7 separate regions of the Mus musculus genome follow, and regions 1, 2, 3, 5, 6 and 7 are each linked to region 4. Evidence: chromatin contacts called from public Hi-C, HiCAR-type and HiChIP or PLAC-seq data. All regions are on one chromosome and are shown on one strand. The core of a region is the stretch at or near the end of the contact, and the rest is flanking DNA. Distances in the headings are between cores, read along the strand shown. Region 1 overlaps Arhgap21 (Rho GTPase activating protein 21). Region 2 holds the start of Pdss1 (prenyl (solanesyl) diphosphate synthase, subunit 1). Region 3 holds the start of Apbb1ip (amyloid beta (A4) precursor protein-binding, family B, member 1 interacting protein). Region 4 overlaps Gm39767 (a long non-coding RNA gene). Region 5 has its middle 63 kb from the start of Enkur. Region 6 has its middle 42 kb from the start of Gm13375. Region 7 has its middle 29 kb from the start of Apbb1ip.

Region 1 (2,700 bases), core at 114-2,613, 1.0 Mb before region 4:
CATCACTTGCACACACCCACACACAAACACACGTGTAAAAGACCAAACCTATCACCCAAAACAGCACTGAACTCTGAGATGACAAAATGTTTGCAACACTTAAAAACTAAAGGTTTAACTCTAAACACAGCTGAGCCCTGAAAGAATACCTATATACATGGAACACATTCATGGTTTAGAGATTTAGTGTTGTTTTTTTACACATATTTATCTACAGACTTAGATCTGAATAATGACTCAAAGTAATCCCAATCAAGATCAAAAAACATTTTTGCATGAAAATACAGTTTCTAAAAGTCACCTTATCTGCTAAGAATCCAACTCTGAAGGACAAATTCCATAGACTCATGCTCTTTTTTCTAAAATAAGAAACCAGATTTCATAAAAATCCCTTGTTTGAAACATGTAAGAAAATAAAGACAATTTTTTCAAAGGAGAAAGTATCTGTAAATAAAATCTCATCATGGACTAATAAGTGGAACATAAAAATTATGACTCTAAAAATTCAATAATTAAAAAAAAAAATGGGCAAGCCTGGCAGTGGTGGTGCACACCTTTAATCCCAGTACTTGGGAGGCAGAGGCAGGCAGATTTCTGAGTTCGAGACCAGCCTGTTCTACAGAGTGAGTTCCAGGACAGCCAGGGCTATACAGAGAAACCCTCTCTCAAAAAACAAACAAACAACAACAACAAAAAGAATACAAGATTCTACAGACTCTGCCTTGGCATTTCACTTTCCAGGTTAAGAGAGGGAGAGAAACACGAGGCAATGACTGAGCAGCAGCCCCAGCTCCCTTTGCAGATTTGTAAGGGTGATGGTGCAGATCCAATGGCCAGTTTGGGAATGTGCTTATCAGCTTTGCAGTTTGGCAACTGTGATTCTCAGTCTTGTCCATTGCTCTTCAGTTCAAGAGTTTAACTAGCACAGTTACCTCCTAGTTACACTTCCAGGTTCCCCAGCCCTCTAAAAAACCCAAGCCCAAGAAAGGAAGACTAACTACCAGTTTCTAATATACAAAGTCTCCACAAGTGACTTCAGAATTTTTCACTCAAAACACTAAAAACAAGGGGAGAAAGGCTTAGCTGGTCATCTAAGATCTGGCTCCTTCTTCTGCTAATCTCTGACCACATTTTTTTCCAGAGTTCTTATTTGCTTTGATGTCCTTTCCTGACTGCAGTTGACACATAAGCATGTCAAAACAGTGTGATTTAAGAATATCAAGAAAAATAAAACTGAAAATAGAATTGGAGAAGATGCTGTATTACAGGACATTTTCAGAGAAAGGAACAGAAAGTGTCATTAAACACTGTTCCCACTGTCATGTCAGTGTGGCACTGCAGGTGCATGAGCAATAGGCTCTTGTGATGCTAATTTGCATCTCTAATGGCTAATGATAAAGAGCACCTCCTTAGCGTATTTAGTTGCCCTGTTAAATGATTTTCACCAACAAAAGACCCTCTGAGTTTTACTGTAAGTGAACTCTTTTCATGTTACACACAAGCATGCGGAGGCCAACTCTAAAATGATTTATCCCTGAGAGTGGACAGCTATAATCTGAACAAAATCCCAGTACTCGAGGTGGGAGAGGAGGCTGATGCAGGAAGACAGTATGAAGCCATCCTGGGATACACAGCAAGCCCATAGCTCAGGAAACTTTCAAAACCAAAGGTCTCCCAACTCCAAGGCTAGGGGAAGTTCTGTGTGTCTCTCACCTTTTCTATCTTGTAATCTGTGTGTATAGCCTTAGGTATTGCCTAGCATCTTTTAAGATTTCACTTTCCTTTAGGACTCTAATTTTAACACTTAAAAACCGAATTGTACATTAAATTCAAGTCTAGATTATTCTTTTGATAGACTCATACTCCCAGATATATTCATGTTTTCAATCACACAGGAACCTCTCCTGGATCATGGCTCCATCCTCTTAAGATTCTGGTCCTGTTACAGCTTCTTCACCACTCTTTACACAAAAGAAAAGATACTTTGGTCCTCCACGAGCTGATTTTTTTTCAGAGCACATAACTCAGTCCTTTCAATTTTTCCATCCACCCAGAAGACATCCAAGCCCTTCTAGTCTCTGACCTTTCCCCTGTAGGAAAGAAGGGAAGGTTACATTTTCATTGGCCTGTTTACAAAGAGGGGATAAAAGAAACATACAGGAGTCCTGCTCTCACTTGCACATACCCACAGAGCCTTTGATCTTCTGATTTAGTAACAAGGACCAACTGTGGGCCTTGAGTGAAGAAGACAGCACTCACAGATCCCTCCCTCCCTCAAGTTACAAGGCTCCCCAGCACATCTCACTTCCCAGCCAAGAGCACCCATTTACTTCTTAGTGAAGGAAGGAAGGCAGCTGCTGGATAACAGATTAAATTCCTGTGGCCTAAGGGCTGCCACTCCATTCCCTCAAAAAATTTTATAACAAGGTCATTTGATTGAACAATAGCTCAAAGTTAAAAGAAACCAAGGGAAAGGGTAGCAAATCGCTCTAAAAATTGGATACAATAACTAGAGAAAGCAAAGTAAAGCAGGTGAGATACCAGTGTAAGGGTGGGTGAACCACTGGAGCATAAATCAAGAAAAGCAATCTTTTTTAAAAAAGAGCATTGAAACACCAGCATGATCAGAATAGTGGGAAAGTTCTAAAGGATTGTGAGAAACATTTTACACAGGTAAACTTGCCACCAATTACTGCAATG
Region 2 (2,700 bases), core at 86-2,585, 980 kb after region 4:
TGCTTATACCACAACCCACTACAACTTCTTTTTAAGAGCCAGGGCTTTTGTTTTAATCTGGATAATTTTTACATTAAAAAATGCCCAGCAGAATTGTGGATTGCTATCCTTCTCCCTGTGGGTTATTCCTGTTGCCCTACCTGCAAAGGAAGATTACCAATAACAATATACCACAGGTCATAACATTGTCAAAAGAACATGAAAGTATTTATTGCTACACTTATCTAGGCAAAGCCTACCTATTTGATTATTTCATTCACTCATTCATTAAGTAATTTGTGGTGTTGGGATGGAACCCAGGATGTTGTGCATGCTAGGAAAACACCCAACCACTCAGTCAAAACCCTAAACAGCAAACGTTTTATTTTGACAAGTTTCATACATGTATAACCTCCATTTTTAACATAGAAACCTAATAAGAAAATAATGAGCTCAACTTTAGGGTTAACCCTCTTTAAGTGTGTTGCAAACAAGAAAAAAAATTATGATTCAGAAAATTACAGCTGGTTTATTTCTTCCTAGGAGGGAGACTGGGAGGAGAGGGGGGTCGAGATGTAAAATGAATTAATGAATGAATGGGAAAAAAAACATCAACATGGGAAGGCAGTAAACTTCTTCAGTCTCCCCAGCGCTTGCCTCTCATTGCCTCCACCTAAGATTATGGCGTAAGATTATTACGAGCATGTATAATCATTTGATGAAAGTGTTATAAAAATGCTGTTTCAACTTCGGAATAAATCCGACATGCGACAGGCAAAATGAACAAATGAAACAACGACAATAAAAACATTTTCTTGAGCATCCTGAGCTGCACTGTATGCATTAGCAAATAGAGTTGGAAATGGGGACGCAGGTCGGTAATCTCAGCAGCAATAGGCTGAGGCAGGATGGTCAATTTGAACCCAATCTGGTCTATACAAAGCCAATCTGGTCTACACGGCGAGATAAGATAACGAAAAAAAATTAATTTTGCGTAGTTCATTACATCCAAGGGTTGGTCTCCCATATCCAGACATGAACAAAACCGCTAAACTATGCATGTATACATCTCTAAGGCTTTCAGGATAGAGTCCAAAAGCTAAGAGATAAGGTCAACTTAGCTTCTGTTACACAATAACCCACAGCGTAGACTAATTAGAGGAAGTTGGCACGTCCACTCGGAGCTTGGCATTGCGAAAACAATGGCCTCAGGGTTAGCAGGTACCGGAACCAGATTTCTGCACGCTTTGTCCCGCGTAGGACAACAGTTCGGACGCACATTTCTGGATAAAAGCGGACGCGGCTCCCGACTAGAGCCAGTGGCTCCGAGGAGGGTTGAAGAGGACAGGCGACCGGGTGGGGAACAGGGTGCGGCTTCGCGCTTCCGGTGCCCAGCTTCCGGCTCCGGGTTTGGGCTTGGGGCAGAGGCGGAGCTACGGCCCGCCGCGACTTTCAGACTTGAACCATGGCTATGCGCTGGTCGTGCTGGCGGCGTGGCTGCTCCTGGAGGCCGACCGCGGTCGGGAGCCCGCGGCGGGAACGACCTGGCTGTGTGGAGCCTCTCGGAACACGTGCCGCCTCGGACACCCGCGCGCAGGTGAGGCCGGGACGCGCGCGCTGTCCGCGGCGTAGAGGTCACCATGCCAATGACAGCCGGCGATCCAATGAATGGGAGGATGCGCACGTGCGCCGGGGCCTGCAGTCCCCACTGGGTGGGACACCCGGGAAGTGGGACTAGTCGCGGGGCCAGAAGTGCGGAGCTGCTGATCGGGCATCCAGAAGACATTGGGGTTGAGGTAGAGGGAGCGGCGGAGCGCAGCCCTGTTAAGCCGGGGCTACCCGGGTGTGTCGAGAGGACAACCAGAGCCAAAGGGACCTCTGCTTTCACTTTCCTAGCAATTTCGGGTTTCGGATCCAGTTAGCCTCAAAATTCGGAAAGGGTGTTGTAGCGACGCAAAGTGATGCTAGCCAGGGTGGACTTCAGTGCTGCAGGTGCTTACAAGAGAACGCACGCCTGAAAGGCGCTGGAAGGACACTAGAAGGAGAAGAGCCGAAGGGTGTCATGAGAGACCTATGACTTCTTTGAAGTAAAATCATTATCTAATTAGTAATTGCGGATTCTTAAAACTGTCTCCTACTGCGTTTGATTACAAATTCATTTTCTTTTGGTTTTTAGCCCTGTAAATGACTCTCGCTTCTGTGTGAGTTGGGTCAGTCCGTGCCGTGCTTTACCTGGCAGTATCTGCAGACTGACTTTTGAAGTTAGTGTTTTTTTCACTTTGGGTTTTGGAGACCTTTCCGGCCACCGAGTAATTGTATAAGTAATTCATCTTTCATTTTAAAAATAATCACCCACCTCTTAAATTTTAGTACTATTTGGTACATTTCATATGTCAGTGTACTTATCAAACTCTATACTAGGAGGAGATGTGTAACATTTATAAATATGTGGCTTGTACTAAACAAGATGCATAAAACGGATTATCCAAAAAAGAATTTGGAGAGAAAATGCAAGCTGCTCTAAATAGAAAGAATAACAAATAAGAGAAAGAGAGCATGTAGGAAGAATCTTAGAGGAAGATAGGCTTTGTAGGGATCCATTTTGATACTGCAAGCTAGACTTTAGAGGGTTTGGGGTTTTATCTCTATAGAAAGGAAGGAAGGAAGGAAGGAAGGAAGGAAGGAAGGAAGGAAGGAAGGAGAAAAAGGAAAGGAAAAAGA
Region 3 (2,700 bases), core at 134-2,633, 860 kb after region 4:
CTTTCTCAGCATGTTGACTATGCAGTGTATTAGCTGTTTTCTGTGGAGTAGGGTGTGCCATCCAGCAAAGCAGCAATCCTTTCTGTTACTGCTGTTTATGTTCTTCTTAGACAAACTATATATAGTCTCCCATTGAGTACTGGAACTATCTGAAATTAATTATATGTCTAATTTATATCTTCATGTCTCCACCATTTTGCCTTACAGTGAACCCTTAAAGACACAGCTGTGTAGAGGAAGAGAAATTAACTCAATCATCATTTAAAATCATAATTGATTTTAGTGGCTGTATTTTCAGATCTCCCTAAACACTTTCTCTCAGAGTGAGTCCCAGTCAATCTTGTGATATACAAGCTATGAACAAACAAAATCATAAGAACAAAACCAGAAAGTGATCTTGGTGGCACATGAGAGGCAGGAGGATCTCTATATGTTCGAAGCCAGCCTGATATACATTGTAAGTTCGAGGACAGCCAGTGTGACAATTACACTCTGACTTTAAAAAATAAAGATGTTGGAGGGACCACAGCCCATCATCAGAGTAGTCTCCACTGAGAACAGACACCTGCTGAGCCCTTCCTTTACCTCCACCCAGGGAAAGATCTACTCTGGCACAAAGGCCATCACACTGCACCACTTCTCTGTCCACCCTAACTGGAACGTCCCCTTCTGGGCTGGTCCAGGAAGTCTTAGACAATGGCAGATTGAGGAAGTGCAGCGAGGGTTGAGGTAAAGACATAGAAGGCTGTTGCAAAATAAGCTGGCCCCTTTACCCTTTGTGGAACTTAATAGATTGGGATTGATCCACACGATGTGAAAATAAACGGAAGACAGGCCTCAACAGAAGCAGAGGGTCCTTTTATTAAAACAGTGAAAGGAGGCAGTCTTGGGGGAAGTGGAGGCTGCGCAGATGCTCAGGGAGCTTGACGGTTTTGTGGGGCAGAAAAGGGAACTTACATCTGTTCCGCTCAAGTCTCAAAATTGTAACCAACGTAGGTTGATATTTAGATCTCCTTGGGAACTAACTGCCTGCAGGTGTTACTGACTGGTGAACTCTCTTGTAGGGAGTTTCTCAGCTAATCTGAGACTTTTAGTCCTGAGCACCCCTTGAGCACTAACCCTTCAGACTAGCATCTGGGCGTTAGTCTCAGACTCTTACAAAGAACACAAGACCCACACAGATGAGAGAAGGCTTTCTCTGACCTTAGGGCAGGAAGTGTTTTCTTCCAGGGGTGGACAGGGTTTGGAAAAAACAACCCGAACTTGCTAAACTTGCGGAGCCCTTTAGGCGGGGCTTGGTGTCTGTCTATTCTCCTCCAGGGCTTTGCTAGCTAGCACCTCCGTGCAAAGCCGAGAGTCTGCGCCGCCGGGTGGGCAGGGCTCAAAGCACTTCCTCCTCCCTGAGCCCACGTCCTCGCCTCGAGGCCGGTCCAGCCCAGAGGCGCCAACCACTCATCTCTGCTCATTCCGGTGCACTTAGGCTCAACCCGGCCCATCTCTGGCTCAGCCCCGCGCATCTCTGCACAGCCTCCTCGCATCTCTGCAAGCCCCCCTCGCACCCTCCTCCCAGCAGTCAAGGTAAGCGGCACCCTAGTCCTGCGCACGGGTTTGGGGTACTCAGGCTGCCACACTGCGTGTCCTATGGGGGTGGGGGAGACAACAGTTGTGGCACAGGTCCACGCACCGGCCACGTGAACACGCCCCCCCCCCCTTCCCCTGGCAGCCAGGAAGCTTCAGGTCCCCTGGGCACCTCTTGTGCTCTTGACCTGTGGCTCCCTCTTCTCCCCACTGCGTTTTGTTTTAACAGATTTTCTGCTTAAGAAATGTTACCAGGTCTCAGGGACCCCACATTAAATTGAGCTAATCTTGAAACAAAACATCCCCTGAGGCATTTTAGGGCACCTCACATTAAGTGGTAGTCTGAGGAGACTCATTTGAGAGTCAGAGGACACATAGCTCAAAGTGTTTCCCTTCATTTAAAACTTTAACTGCAGTTCTGCTTTTTGAAGCCTGTCTTTCCCTCTCAGTCTCCTTTTCTTTGTAAAAAATGTGGTAAGGATAAGTTTGAATACCAGACAAGGGTTTCCTAATTTAGTTTGGAGTGAAGATTCAGAAAATGCTTTATATATTGAAAGACAAGAATGCTCTTGTATACCACCACCACCACCACCACCACTGCCACCACCACCGCTAGAACCCCCAGTACAGGCCCCTCGCTCGGACTTTATCACGTGTACCTCTTCATTCCCCTTGGCGATGTATTTCTCAGCTTTCATACCAAGGTGCAGAGTGACATGTGCTCTCCTAGAGCGTCTCAGCATCTCTGTTCAAAGAGTAGTTTTGTGATGGGAACGCCGAGTAAAGGGGAAAACTGAGCAGACAAGAGGCTGTGGGTTTATCCTCCATACCGGCAGTGATATGGTGTGAACAAAAGCAAGTGCGCCAATCTGGGACTCCAAACTGAAACTTCAGAAAAGAAACTTTGGCTTTCATACTAAACCGAGGGTTTTGCCTTCTGGGCCTCCCTAAAATGGGAGCACGTGGGCCTGAAGAGGAATGCTGGCTAGCAAGATAGCAGAAGATAAGAAAAAGAGTCGCTTGTACCCAATGTCCTTCCAGGTGGTGTCTCCTGTCTGATCAGTGAACTCAGAGTCTAGCAAATGTAATGTCATCTTCAAACTATTAGCACTTAACTTGTAA
Region 4 (2,700 bases), core at 99-2,598:
GTCATGGATCTCAGCAAGCACCCAGATAGTTCTTGGAGCAAAGATTGTGGGTGAACAAGGCTAAATCTAAATCATCATGCTGCAGCGTTAAAAGCTGTCCTTCCCCTCTACCCCCTCATTCTTACTCCCCCAATTCCCACCCCCCTCTACCCCCCTCAGCTAGCAAGGAATACCTGTTTTATTAGGCGAAGGAAATTCATGTGAAATAAACCATTCAAAGCTATCGGAGTTTGGTGTCGTGTACAATACATGACCTGAGGTTTGTATGCACATAAAAACTGTTCGGTAGTGGGCTATTTTTCTTTTGAAATTTGCCACTTTGTATGGTGACCTTTTCCTTAGGTGACAGTTGGAGGAACTTTTAGTTCTAAATGTAGTGATTAGGTTGTGAAGTTGGCATATCAAAATTATAATATTGGATTTCTATTTTTAAGTGACTGTAAAAAGACTCTATTCCAACAAGAGGCGAAACAAATTGGCATTCTTTATAAAATAAATGTGGGTTGTAATGACCTTCCTTGACAGAACAAAATGTGGATGAAGGAGATGGGGGAGAGGCTGTTAGAACGTGAGGACGCAAGAGTAATGTTCAGTCAATTTGGGAGATTCTGAAAGACAAGGAGGCATCTGCATCTTCCCCCCCCCCCCACCCGCCCACCGACCCGACGCATGGATTTTAGGATCTCTCTATCTCCAGGAGGTCTGAAGACATCACCAAAACACTGAGGGCCTAGGAGTGGAAACAGAACACAACAAATAACCTTGTATTTAGTAGCTAATGAGTTGGAGCAAAATGCTGTAGGTACTTTCTACAGTATCTTGTTTTCTCAGCTCAGTTGTTTGCAATTTTATCTGCAAAGAATAAGATTTTCCAGCAGGTGGCAGCAGACATCTTTTAAGAAAGAAAAATTATTTAGATTACATTAAATGGAGAAAGAGCAAAGGCAGGGGGTGAGGAGGGGTGGGAGGGTGAGGGATGGAAGAGTGGAGGGAGCGGCAAAGAGAGAAAGCGCAAGACAGTGGAGCAGTGGACTCTAGAAAACACCGCTCTTCTCTTCTCAGAGGAAAGCGGAGTGCATGCCACTTACACCATCTCCTGTTTCGTGTCCTTGTTGGGAGGAATTGCTTATATGAGGTGTTACATGAATGGCACATGCCGAAGATATGGCGGTTGAGGTGGGGTGGCGGAGGTTGGAGCACAGAGAGCCAGCCCTGATTCTAATACCCTGGGAACGCATGGACTAGCTGCAGACACTGGTCCCTTCTGGCTTCCCCCTCTGACCTGCTTTCAAAGACACCCACTTCCCTGTTCCTCCAGGCTATTCTGTATGCAGGAAGCATCCCAGTCTGGCTCCTGGCTCCAAAACTGGACACCCCCGCCCGCTTCCCCAGGCAGCCAATTTAGCCTGCTTGTCCTCCTTGCCTTTCTGGGTTGGCGGTTGCCATGGCAACCTCCAAGGCTCTTCGGGCTTTCTTACTGACTGACCAGGCCTGGAAAACCGTTTTGGAATCGACAGTGCTGTATTTGTGGGGAATTTTAATGAAAGAGCAGCCTGACCTAGCTTCAGTGTTGCACTGTGGAAAATGGCAGGGGCGTGAGGGGCTGCTGAACTGTAAGGGGCAGCAGCTGCCAGAAAGATGGACCGCTTGGGAGAGACTAGAGAGAGAGAGCAATGCCCTTTGTTATTGCTTCATCTTCAGGAAGAAGGGGTCCTTGTCACAACTAGTGGAGCAATTCCCCAACACAGTAGGGGCATTTAAAGACACCCGAGCAAAGGCAGTTCTTTCTCTAGGTTTTAATAAAGGTGTAAACTTAAGCTTATTTTCATTCATGAAACAAAACAAGCATTTCCACAGGTAAATGTGGGGGAAATGGCTCTGACAATTTAGACTTGAAGCTTACCTCTGTTGCACATTTTGATTTTTCCAATTTCCAAACGTTCTGAGACAGGCAGCCTCTTCGGCACTCTCAGTGAATCCCCCTCTTCCTTCAACACAGCCTGGCCTCACCAGTTTGCTTCAGAAGACAAAAATACAGCAACAATGATGGGATGCCACTTTTACAATGAGGTGCAACTAAAAAGTGGGTTTTAAATTTTGTGTCTCCCAATACCCTGTCACTAGAATCCCTGACTGCCACTCCATGAGGACAGTCAGGCAGCTATGATAGTACCCACATGACAAGAATTGAAGAGAGGCTCTGATCCCAGTTTTGCCTCAGGATGACCCAGTTTTTCTGCTGGTGGCTTCACTTCTCTCTAATGAGGGAACAAAAGCCAGAGGCTCCGGCTGAGCTACAGCTGGAACCTCAATCCACAGAAAATAAATTGTCATCTCAAGCCAGCACATTCCGGGAGTCTCAGTTAAACAGAAATAGGTATCTAATAGAGTCATTTGTGTGGGTTTCCATGTTTTGGACTGTTGGGAGTATGTGTTCTTAGGATCTCTCTGGTTGTGTACTTAATTCCAGGCTTATCACTCACATCTCTAAGAAGCAGGAGGCAGGTCACCAACCCTCAAGTTTCAGTTTCCTCATCATGTAAGTTGATACAGTGTCCCTCGTTATCTGTGAGAGATTCTCCCATGATCCTCCTATGATATGCAAATGCATGGGTGCCCAAGTACCTTACATAGATGGCATTGTATTTGAATATAAGATGTGAACATTTACACACAGGCTTTAAATCACCTCCACAACTG
Region 5 (2,700 bases), core at 27-2,526, 780 kb before region 4:
TTTTTATATCTCCCTTGTTTTTATATCTCCCTTGTTTTTATATCTCCCTTGTTTTTATATCTCCCCCGAACCCTGGGCCTCTCACTCTTTTATACTCTCAGTTCCCATCCACGCACAGCAGGCCACGCCCCCTCGCCAGTCACGAGGCTTCAGCTAATCAGGGCAGCAGGGGCAAATCTCCACCAAATTGGATTCACCTGTATCCTGGTACACCTGCGCAGCACTCAAGATGTTTGTGTCTTATATGAGGAAGTCAGGTGCAAGTCATATGACTTAGCTACAGTCCCTGGCACCTTTGGGACTGCCGCCACACCCGCTCCCCACATAGGAGCGGAACCTGGAACTCCTTGAGGAAAGGTAGGTTCCCGATGTTTAACTAAGACCTGTTCAACCTGAACAGTTCTATTTAACCGAGAGGCGTTTCCTTCTGAACCCACTCGTTCTAAATCAATCCATAAACACATCCAATCATTTCCATAAACAGATTAGCTGTGAATTACATGCTGGGCTCTGGAAAGAGGATCTTAATGGCAAACCAGCCTCACCCACCACCTTCACACCTTTTCATTCCAATCCTGGAGTCATAACCACCATCTGCTAGAGCTTAATTTCAAGATTATGGGAGGTGGGTACCCTCCGGTTGACACCTGAATGATCCCCCGAATTGCAGAGGTTTGGATCTGGCCCCACCTTCCATCTTGACACACTGCTGGGTTTTTCTCGCATATCAAGTGAAGGCAGAGGGCACTCTGGCTGCTGGCTTCTGCAGAGTCGCGCTCCACATTCTAAGTTCCAATTGTATTCACTTGCGTTACTTTGCATTTTGGTTGCCCTGAAGAGTTAGTTCTCTGCCGTTTTGAAAACAAAACTCATTGAAGTGCTAATAGGCAGTGCAGAATGGTCTCTCGAGCTGCATGCTGGGGTCTTCCTACACCCGGACTCACAGGCCAGACTCCTTGTGGCTAGCCGAAGTGGGGACTCGGTAGGAGGCAGGCTTCCGGGCCAAAAACCCAGGAGAGAGTGGGAAGGGAGGAGTTACTGGGAACTCTGGATGAAGGAGTGATTTTAGTAGGGTTTTCGTGAGATGGGGTGGAGAGAGGAGGCTTGGATGCGAAGAAGCCAGCGATCTCCGCCCGCAGGAGGAACAAAGCCTTGGCCGTTCTCACCCCAACGCAATTCAGCTAAAGGGGTGGGAGGTGGAAGTGAAGGGGTGCAACGAAGGGAGGAGAGGGGAGGGGCGCGAGCTAAGGGAGCCCGAATCCAGAGTTCGCATTTACCACGACGCCTCGCCTAGAGTCTGGCGCCTTCTCACTGCTCCCGGCCACGTCTCTCGCGGGGAACGCTGGACAGACAGACGCCCGGAGGATGCGTGGGCGTGGGCGGGGGGGTGGGGTGGGGGAGAATGTGGCTGGGCCCGCCCCGCCCCCAGCCTGCGGGCGGGAAAGCTGGGACTAGAGTCGAGCCTCATTCCCAAAGCGGCGCGGGAGCAGCTGTGGAGCAGCGCCTGATGCACCTGAGCGCGCTCCGGGGAGCGTCCCTGGCTTACCGCCCCCCAACCCCCGCCTGCCCCTTTGCCGACTCTGCAGCCCGCGGGGATATGGGACAGGCCTGCGATTCGTTCAGGAGAAAAAGCAGTCCCCTGTTATTTGCCTTCTCAAAGCCCATCGCTGCAGCCCCCAGGCCAGCAATCTCCAAGACTCCTCCCTGCCAGATTTTAAATGCACATTTGTCCCAAGTCAATGCATTAAAAAGAGTCAGTGCAGTGCGTTCTCGAGCATTGGAAGTGGGCCGGAGTATCCCGGAGGACTTCAGAGCTTGGCGTCCTGCCAGGAGTTGGAAAGCTCCACGATCCGAGCCGGCATTTCCTCTGACCAAACCCTAGTGATCCGATGGGTCCAGGGCAGGGACATTTTACAAAATACTGTATCAGATTTACCACTTGACTCTAATTGTCTCAGGTTGTAGCTAAAGGCAATTATTCTACTCTGATTAGGAAGCCTTGTTTTATGAATCTGTTGTTAAACCAACCCCTAATTCCAGCTTTCTAATAGCCCAGCGCCCTGGTTCTTTGTTCTTTCCTCTAAGGTCCTGCTTTCTGGTTATATATCCTTGGTCTCCCATATCATGCCAGAGCCTGCACTCAGCACACTTTGGGTTTAAAGGCCTCACATTAGTTCTCTTGACTATGTCTTCTCCAAAAGATTTTTGCTAGGATAGTGTGTAGTTCAGTGATAGAGCATTTGCCTAGGATGTGAAAAGCCACGGGGTTTCTAAACATAGCAACACACACACACTCACCCACACACACTAGCTTCTTCACTCTTTGGCTAAGATCAAGTGCACACACTGGCAAGAGGAATGCTGGTTGTGTTGCTCTGAAGGGAAAATAGTTACCTATCAATCCATGTTGCCCTAAGTTGGAATAATTGTGTAATAATATTGTACTTATGTTTGGTGGATCAGCCATGCTCAGCACTTTAGCTGTTAATCTCTAAGGACCAGAACTGTGGAAGAAGAGGAGTGTAAGGTGTAGGCTCCCTGACATTAGTCCTTGTGTTTGGTGCCTGGCTGTATCAATGGGTAATGTTCTCTTGCACACAGGTAAATAGTTTCACTCAGAATCATTTTTGTAGCTGCCTTTTGTTTCTGATTTCTTTCTTTAAAACTGACCCAGACAATATTCATCAGCAATATTATTGA
Region 6 (2,700 bases), core at 147-2,646, 910 kb before region 4:
GTCCCAGAGAGCCAGAAGTCGGGAGGGCTAAGATTAAAAAGCTGGTCTTTTCTAGGCATTTGCCTTGGCACTAGTCCTGACACACCCACTTCTCATTCGTCCCCAATCTACCCTCTCTCACACGGGATCATTGGTTACCACCACTAAAATGAGAGAGCAAGGTAAACATAAGTTGAAAGAAAAAGGTGTGAAATGTCCTCTGAGTAAGGAGCAAGGAGAGATTGGGCCTCGGAAGGTTCTGCAGCAGCAGCTCTGGATCCCGTTTTTTGTTTTTTTTTTTTAGGGTCAAGCGCTCAGCATTTTGATCTACTGGGAAGAAAGAAGGCTCGCTGCACTTCTTAGTGACTGTGTAGGGGAGGGGTCGCTGGTGAGCTAATTTTCAAAGAGAGGACCCGTTCCTTTGTCACCCATCTGCTGCTCTGAATCCTGTGTTTGTGTTGCCGACAACTGTAAGGGAAGTGTTTCATTTAACTTATAATTGTTCATATCCCACCGACTTCCAAAGATCAATGCCAGACATGGAAGAGAGGCGTCAATTTTTTTTTAAACATACACAAGATTCTTATCTAAATGACTTGCTTTTGCTGATATGTGTGTTTAAAAATCACGGAGCTAATATAACTGCAACTCAGGAGGGTCAGACTGCTGTCTTGTCTCTAAAATTCAAATATTTGGATGGGACACAGAGGTCTGACTGGTGCCAAGGACATGCTGATTCGAGACAGAGGGGCTCAGATACCAGAGTCCCAATCCCATCCCGACTGTCGCAGGGATGGTCGGTTTAATCTCTTTCATCTTTCTCTTGGATTCCAAAGACACAATTATTTTGAACCCACATGAGGAGCTGGTAGTGTGCAGTCTGCTCCCCTAGCGTGGTTGGCGGCTGGGCCCAGAGATCCCTGCGGACTCTTTGTTTGGTGAGCACAGGATTCTCTCCGGCCAGCTGAAGGCCTTTTCTTTGTGTCCTGATTGACAGACATGAATTAAATATCACCCCACTGGGCTCTCTGATTGGTGAATGATGACGTACCACAAGAATGGCTTGGGAAAATGGAGTTTCATGATAGGGGGCACAAGACCAGAGAGACAGGGCTTTTCCAGCTAATCCTGAACTTGACAAAATAGCCTAGACCTTGATTCTGAGCTTTTTTTTTTTTTTTTTTTTTTTTAATTTTGGCTGGTTCTGCTTTGTTCTGGCTCTTGAAATGGTTGATCCTGGAATGGCCTAAGAGAGGAGGGAAGCCAAAGGAAGTGAAAATTTCAGAGAGAGAAAAGGATTGCTTTCTTTGATTGACTGCTGGGTTCTGCAGATGTGCCTTCCGGTTCTGTGCTCAGCCAGGGTGGGTCTGGCATTGTCCCTGAGGCTCCCCCGCCCCAATTTATCAGCCGTGCAATTAGTATTCCCAAGGGCAGTTGTCTGTGTTACAAAGTCCACGCTGCTCTCAGCACACCCTGCACAGCCCTAGGCAGACACAGCTCTGCACACACAATGCTCTGGCTTCGAACAGGGAGAAACACTGGGCGAGAATGCTTAGGATGAAATGGGAGGGGAAAGAAAGCCGATGCAGAATTGTATGAGGTGCCGCTTGCATGAGGCTGCCTAGAAGCAGAGAATGGGCATGTGAGGAGCCGAGCGAGTGTATTTATTGTTCAGTCTGAGAGCCAGTAAAGGCTTTAGGAGTGTGCAAAATAACATGGCTTAGCTGACTCCACTGATGGTCCCTCCACCCTCTACGCCTGAAACAACAACAACAACAACAACAACAACAACAACAACAACAACAACAAAAACAAACCAAAAAGGAATCTGAGGTAGGAGGGTTACTTAAGGCCCAGAGTTTGAGACCAACCTGGGTAACAAAGCAAGAAGATCTTATCTCTGAAACAAAACAAAAAAGATGAAAAGATGTGAAGAGTATAAATGATGGCTGGACAAATCCTGAGGACATAGGTATAATTAATCCCTACAATTTACAGGGAAAAAAATATGCCATGTGTTAGAAGCACACGCTTGAAATCCTATCACTAGCGAGCCTGAGACAAGCAGGGCCCTGAAGCTCCCTGGCCAGCCAGCCTCACCTACTTGATGGTCTCTAGTCCAGTGAGAGTTCTTGCCCCATTGATACCTGAGGTTATTCTCTAGCCTCCATACGTGTGGATCTGTGCATGTTGTTATGTGTACATATGTGCACATGTACCTTCCCCACAGTATACTTACAAACTTCAGTTGAGAGCTGTCAGCTCAATTTTATGGTTTGTGAACGATATTTTCTATTACATCTAACAAGTACTTAGATGGGAAGTCAGGCCGAGTTCCTCTGTCTGCCAGACAGATGATACTGATAGAAGACAACACAGCGGGCAAATCACTTGCCCAGATGTCAACAACTACTGCTGCTTTTTAGCCTTGAAGTACGATGCAAAAATTCTTCCCCCAACTGGAGAACAAGGGATAGGTATTTAAGTGAACACTTGAACAGTAAAGAAGATGGTTCCTGTAAAAGGTTTGCTTAGCTGGGTAAGGAGCAGCATCTTAATAGGTCTAGAAGGGCAGTGTCAGTACAAGTTTGGGGATAAGGGAGCGGCTCATAACCCTCAACTAGAACCACTTATAGGGCTTTGCTCAGATGAATGAGATGTTGTCCAGGGAAGAGCAGAAAGTGTAATCCACGCGGAGGAGTCACAGGCAAACAGGGTATG
Region 7 (2,700 bases), core at 106-2,605, 830 kb after region 4:
CAGGACAACCAGAGCTACACAGAGAAACCCTGTCTCAAAAAAACCCAAAAACCCCTGTCTCGAAAAAACAAAAACAAAAACAATAACAAACAAAAAATTAGAAATACAAAGCCAGATTCTGCCTTAGAAATCCTTGAGGTAGCAGAGCGGGGTTGGGTGAGAGTGAGTGAGTGAGTGAGTGAGTGAGTGGAGCCTTCCCTTTCTGATAGGGTGTGTTATCAACTCCATTACCATTTCCAAAGGGCTACATAGTGCTGGAGCAATGTGGACAGGAAAACAAGTAGTTCATAGAGAGAAAGACACAGATGTGCTGGTCCCTACCCCCACAAGGAGATGGCTGCGTGGGGGTGGGGAGTAGGGGGAGGTGTTGAGGGAGAATTTAGGTAGCTTAGACAAATAAATAACTGGAAACTTCATTTATTTATTTATTTATTTATTTATTTATTTATTTATTTATTTATTTAATTGAGTGTATGGTGGAAGAGTGAAAATGGGTCGGGAGGGAGGGAGGGAGGGAGGGAGGGAGGGAGGGAGGGAGGTCTTCCCAAGCTGGGATGACCCATGCCTTGGGAAGGAAGGCTGCCAGTCGTTCCAAACAAATGGATTAGTGTGTAGTCACTCCCAGTGCTTTATCCAAAAGACTTTGGTCTGGCCTCCCATTTTATTCTCAAAGGGCAGTCTGGGAACCCTGCACAGATACAAAAGGAAAACATGTCAGGTCCAGTCAAGTATGCACTGGGGACAGTCCGTCCCGCCACCAGGTCCCCTCCCCGTGAGAGGGAGAGAGGCGATGGGGGCGGGGGGGTGTGTGGGAGAGGGGTCTTGCCGTGGGAGGGGCGGCCCAGCCCCCCACCCCGTTGAAGTGTGGGGGGGGGGGGGCGAAGCGGGGCGACGGGTTTCTAGGGTATCTGGCTTCCTCTGCCCCCGGATTAGGCGAACGCTGCTGCGGCGGAGAGGGGCGGGGTGGTTCCGCGCCACAGCTGAAGCGGCCCCACCCCACCCCACCCGCGCCCCGCCAGCCACCTTCCACCCGGGCCTTCCCCAGGTGTCCAAAGCCAGAGCTGGTCTCGGGGAAGTGCGCCTGGCAACCGCAGGTTTCTTGCTGGCCCCATCCCCTGCCCCGCCCAAGACCCTCCCCCCTCTGGGGGTGGGGAGAGTGAGGCGGGGAAGCGGGGACAGCGGCTGCGGGATGCGGGGTGGGGGGATCGGCGGGAGGGTTGAGGGACCGGGAGGAACGGGGAGTGGGAAAGATCCGCTGGGACCACCGGCTCGCCGGGCGTGCCACCAGGTTGAATCCTCCGGAAGGACTGCGCAGACCCCACCGGTTTACCTCTTAAAGGTTTCACGCCCTCTTGAACTCTCTCTTCAAAGTTCTTTTCAACTTTCCCTTACGGTACTTGTTGAATATCGGTCTCCGGCCCGTATTTAGCCTTAGATGGAGTTTACCACCCGCTTTGGGCTGCATCGCCAAGCAACCCGATTCAAGAAAGACCCGGGCCAAAAAAAGGCCCGGCCTGGAGCAGCGTATGCTACATTTGCCTCACAGCGCTGTGCGCTGTGCGGTGGATTCCTGGTTAATTTCTTTTCCTCCCCTGGCTAATATGCTTAAATTCAGCCATATCTGATCAGAGGTCGAGGTCGAGGTCAGAAAGGACAAGAGGGCGTGAGGCCTCGGGAAGAAGAGTGGAGAGCTGAGCTGGGAGCGCCCCCCCCCCCCACACACACACACACACACAAGACCCACCAAAACAGGTCCGTGTTTGGCATTGCCCCAGGCACCTTCTACTTAGTAGGAAACCCTTGATAATTTCATTTACAACTCAATTTCATTTATAACTCAAGTACAACTCACTTTTGCTTACTCAATCACTTTTCTTCTTTCATGTATGCAAAAGACACTCAAATTATATGCAACAAATCAAAATAGGGAAATTCTCTTCTTCTCTTTTCTTTCTTCTTTCTCTTTCTTTCTTCCTTTCTTCCTTCCTTTCTTTCTTTCTTTCTTTCTTTCTTTCTTTCTTTCTTTCTTTTTCTAACCCCAGCCACATACTCTACCATTAAGTTATAGCTCTATCCAGACCTACAATGTTAATAGTCTTAATTTCTTGGATTCACTGTTTCATAATTTCCAAAGCCAGAGCTGATATTTGCAGATGTGAAGCAAGACAGTACCTGCTCTGAATAGCTGACTTCCATTCTGACCAATCAGTACCTATACACTAATGGCACTGAATATCCTTGTATTTCTATGGGCTTTTGCGGGGATGGAGGGACCTGTATGCAGGTCAGAGAACAACGTGCAGGAGTCAGTTCTCTCCTTCTACTGTGTGGGTTCCAGAAAGTTAACTCAGGTCATCAGGCTTGGTGAAGCATCCTTACCCACTGGGCCACCTCATCAGTCCTAATATTTTATCACATTTGTCTACGATGGCTTAAATTCTTTCTAAACTGCATTTAAACCCTCCCAAAAAAATAAAACAATGCGGTACAGTTTAAACATATTGAGGGACAGATGGTTGTGAAGTTGAAACCCCGCTCCTTTTAAACATCTGGTGTCACTTCAGTGAAAGTGAAGGTCATATTCACTCATTGCTTCCTAAATTTATCAGGCCACCTCCTATGTCAGGTTAACCTTGATATAAAAACTACTTAATCATTTCTCTACATATCTGAACATGATCATGTATACTCTAAGTGACT

The links. A called contact is a pair of places that touch in the nucleus more often than the background predicts. HiCAR-type assays count read pairs that join an accessible place to other places. HiChIP or PLAC-seq counts read pairs in DNA pulled down with a chosen protein or histone mark.
Region 1: an H3K27ac HiChIP or PLAC-seq map of oligodendrocyte precursor cells shows a contact between it and region 4, with 14 times the contacts expected there. The contact joins two enhancer-like sites. A contact is called at or near these places in 1 of 484 Hi-C or Micro-C datasets (embryonic fibroblasts) and 6 of 115 datasets of contacts at active chromatin or transcription factors (embryonic forebrain, embryonic stem cells, forebrain and 2 more).
Region 2: an H3K4me3 HiChIP or PLAC-seq map of embryonic forebrain shows a contact between it and region 4, with 8 times the contacts expected there. The contact joins the promoter of Pdss1 here to the enhancer-like site in region 4. A contact is called at or near these places in 3 of 39 promoter capture datasets (the SN4741 cell line, cranial neural crest and second pharyngeal arch cranial neural crest), 11 of 115 datasets of contacts at active chromatin or transcription factors (astrocytes, craniofacial prominence, embryonic basal ganglia and 7 more) and 1 of 9 other capture datasets (adipose tissue).
Region 3: a contact with region 4 is called in a HiCAR-type map of astrocytes, with 4 times the contacts expected there. The contact joins the promoter of Apbb1ip here to the enhancer-like site in region 4. A contact is called at or near these places in 5 of 39 promoter capture datasets (cranial neural crest, frontonasal cranial neural crest, maxillary cranial neural crest and 2 more) and 5 of 115 datasets of contacts at active chromatin or transcription factors (acute myeloid leukemia, astrocytes, bone marrow-derived macrophages and 2 more).
Region 5: a contact with region 4 is called in a HiCAR-type map of astrocytes, with 3 times the contacts expected there. The contact joins two enhancer-like sites. A contact is called at or near these places in 6 of 115 datasets of contacts at active chromatin or transcription factors (astrocytes, bone marrow-derived dendritic cells, embryonic midbrain and 2 more).
Region 6: a contact with region 4 is called in a Hi-C map of the N1E-115 cell line, with 5 times the contacts expected there. The contact joins two enhancer-like sites. A contact is called at or near these places in 1 of 484 Hi-C or Micro-C datasets (the N1E-115 cell line) and 3 of 115 datasets of contacts at active chromatin or transcription factors (astrocytes, differentiating embryonic stem cells and stem cell-derived neural progenitor cells).
Region 7: a contact with region 4 is called in an H3K4me3 HiChIP or PLAC-seq map of embryonic basal ganglia, with 6 times the contacts expected there. The contact joins two enhancer-like sites. A contact is called at or near these places in 10 of 115 datasets of contacts at active chromatin or transcription factors (bone marrow-derived macrophages, embryonic basal ganglia, embryonic forebrain and 6 more).

The regions. Positions count from the first base shown.
Region 1 is chr2:20,920,383-20,923,082 of GRCm38.p6, forward strand. The region is part of intron 1 of Arhgap21 (Rho GTPase activating protein 21); the gene reads right to left. Among named protein-coding and RNA genes, the nearest start is that of Arhgap21, 46 kb to the right of the region's middle. Within about 2 kb of position 1,364, at least 27 of the 459 cell types and tissues checked have an H3K27ac peak or open chromatin away from gene starts, as enhancers often do. A contact at or near this core is called in oligodendrocyte precursor cells and stem cell-derived neural progenitor cells, where this site is marked.
Region 2 is chr2:22,894,187-22,896,886 of GRCm38.p6, forward strand. It overlaps Pdss1 (prenyl (solanesyl) diphosphate synthase, subunit 1), which reads left to right and starts at 1,336. Exons shown (of 11, transcript NM_019501.3): 1 at 1,336-1,576. The coding sequence starts at 1,445.
Region 3 is chr2:22,772,944-22,775,643 of GRCm38.p6, forward strand. It overlaps Apbb1ip (amyloid beta (A4) precursor protein-binding, family B, member 1 interacting protein), which reads left to right and starts at 1,384. Exons shown (of 14, transcript NM_019456.2): 1 at 1,384-1,578.
Region 4 is chr2:21,917,058-21,919,757 of GRCm38.p6, forward strand. It overlaps Gm39767 (a long non-coding RNA gene), which reads right to left. Exons shown (of 6, transcript XR_866004.1): 4 at 1,904-2,017. Among named protein-coding and RNA genes, the nearest start is that of Gm39767, 46 kb to the right of the region's middle. Within about 2 kb of position 1,349, at least 113 of the 459 cell types and tissues checked have an H3K27ac peak or open chromatin away from gene starts, as enhancers often do. A contact at or near this core is called in the N1E-115 cell line, astrocytes, craniofacial prominence and 9 more, where this site is marked.
Region 5 is chr2:21,140,630-21,143,329 of GRCm38.p6, forward strand. No RefSeq gene overlaps it. Among named protein-coding and RNA genes, the nearest start is that of Enkur, 63 kb to the right of the region's middle. Within about 2 kb of position 1,277, at least 166 of the 459 cell types and tissues checked have an H3K27ac peak or open chromatin away from gene starts, as enhancers often do. A contact at or near this core is called in astrocytes and stem cell-derived neural progenitor cells, where this site is marked.
Region 6 is chr2:21,009,550-21,012,249 of GRCm38.p6, forward strand. No RefSeq gene overlaps it. Among named protein-coding and RNA genes, the nearest start is that of Gm13375, 42 kb to the left of the region's middle. RefSeq lists an enhancer at 1-2,693. Within about 2 kb of position 1,397, at least 60 of the 459 cell types and tissues checked have an H3K27ac peak or open chromatin away from gene starts, as enhancers often do. A contact at or near this core is called in the N1E-115 cell line and stem cell-derived neural progenitor cells, where this site is marked.
Region 7 is chr2:22,743,511-22,746,210 of GRCm38.p6, forward strand. No RefSeq gene overlaps it. Among named protein-coding and RNA genes, the nearest start is that of Apbb1ip, 29 kb to the right of the region's middle. Within about 2 kb of position 1,356, at least 243 of the 459 cell types and tissues checked have an H3K27ac peak or open chromatin away from gene starts, as enhancers often do. A contact at or near this core is called in embryonic basal ganglia, embryonic limb bud, forebrain and 1 more, where this site is marked.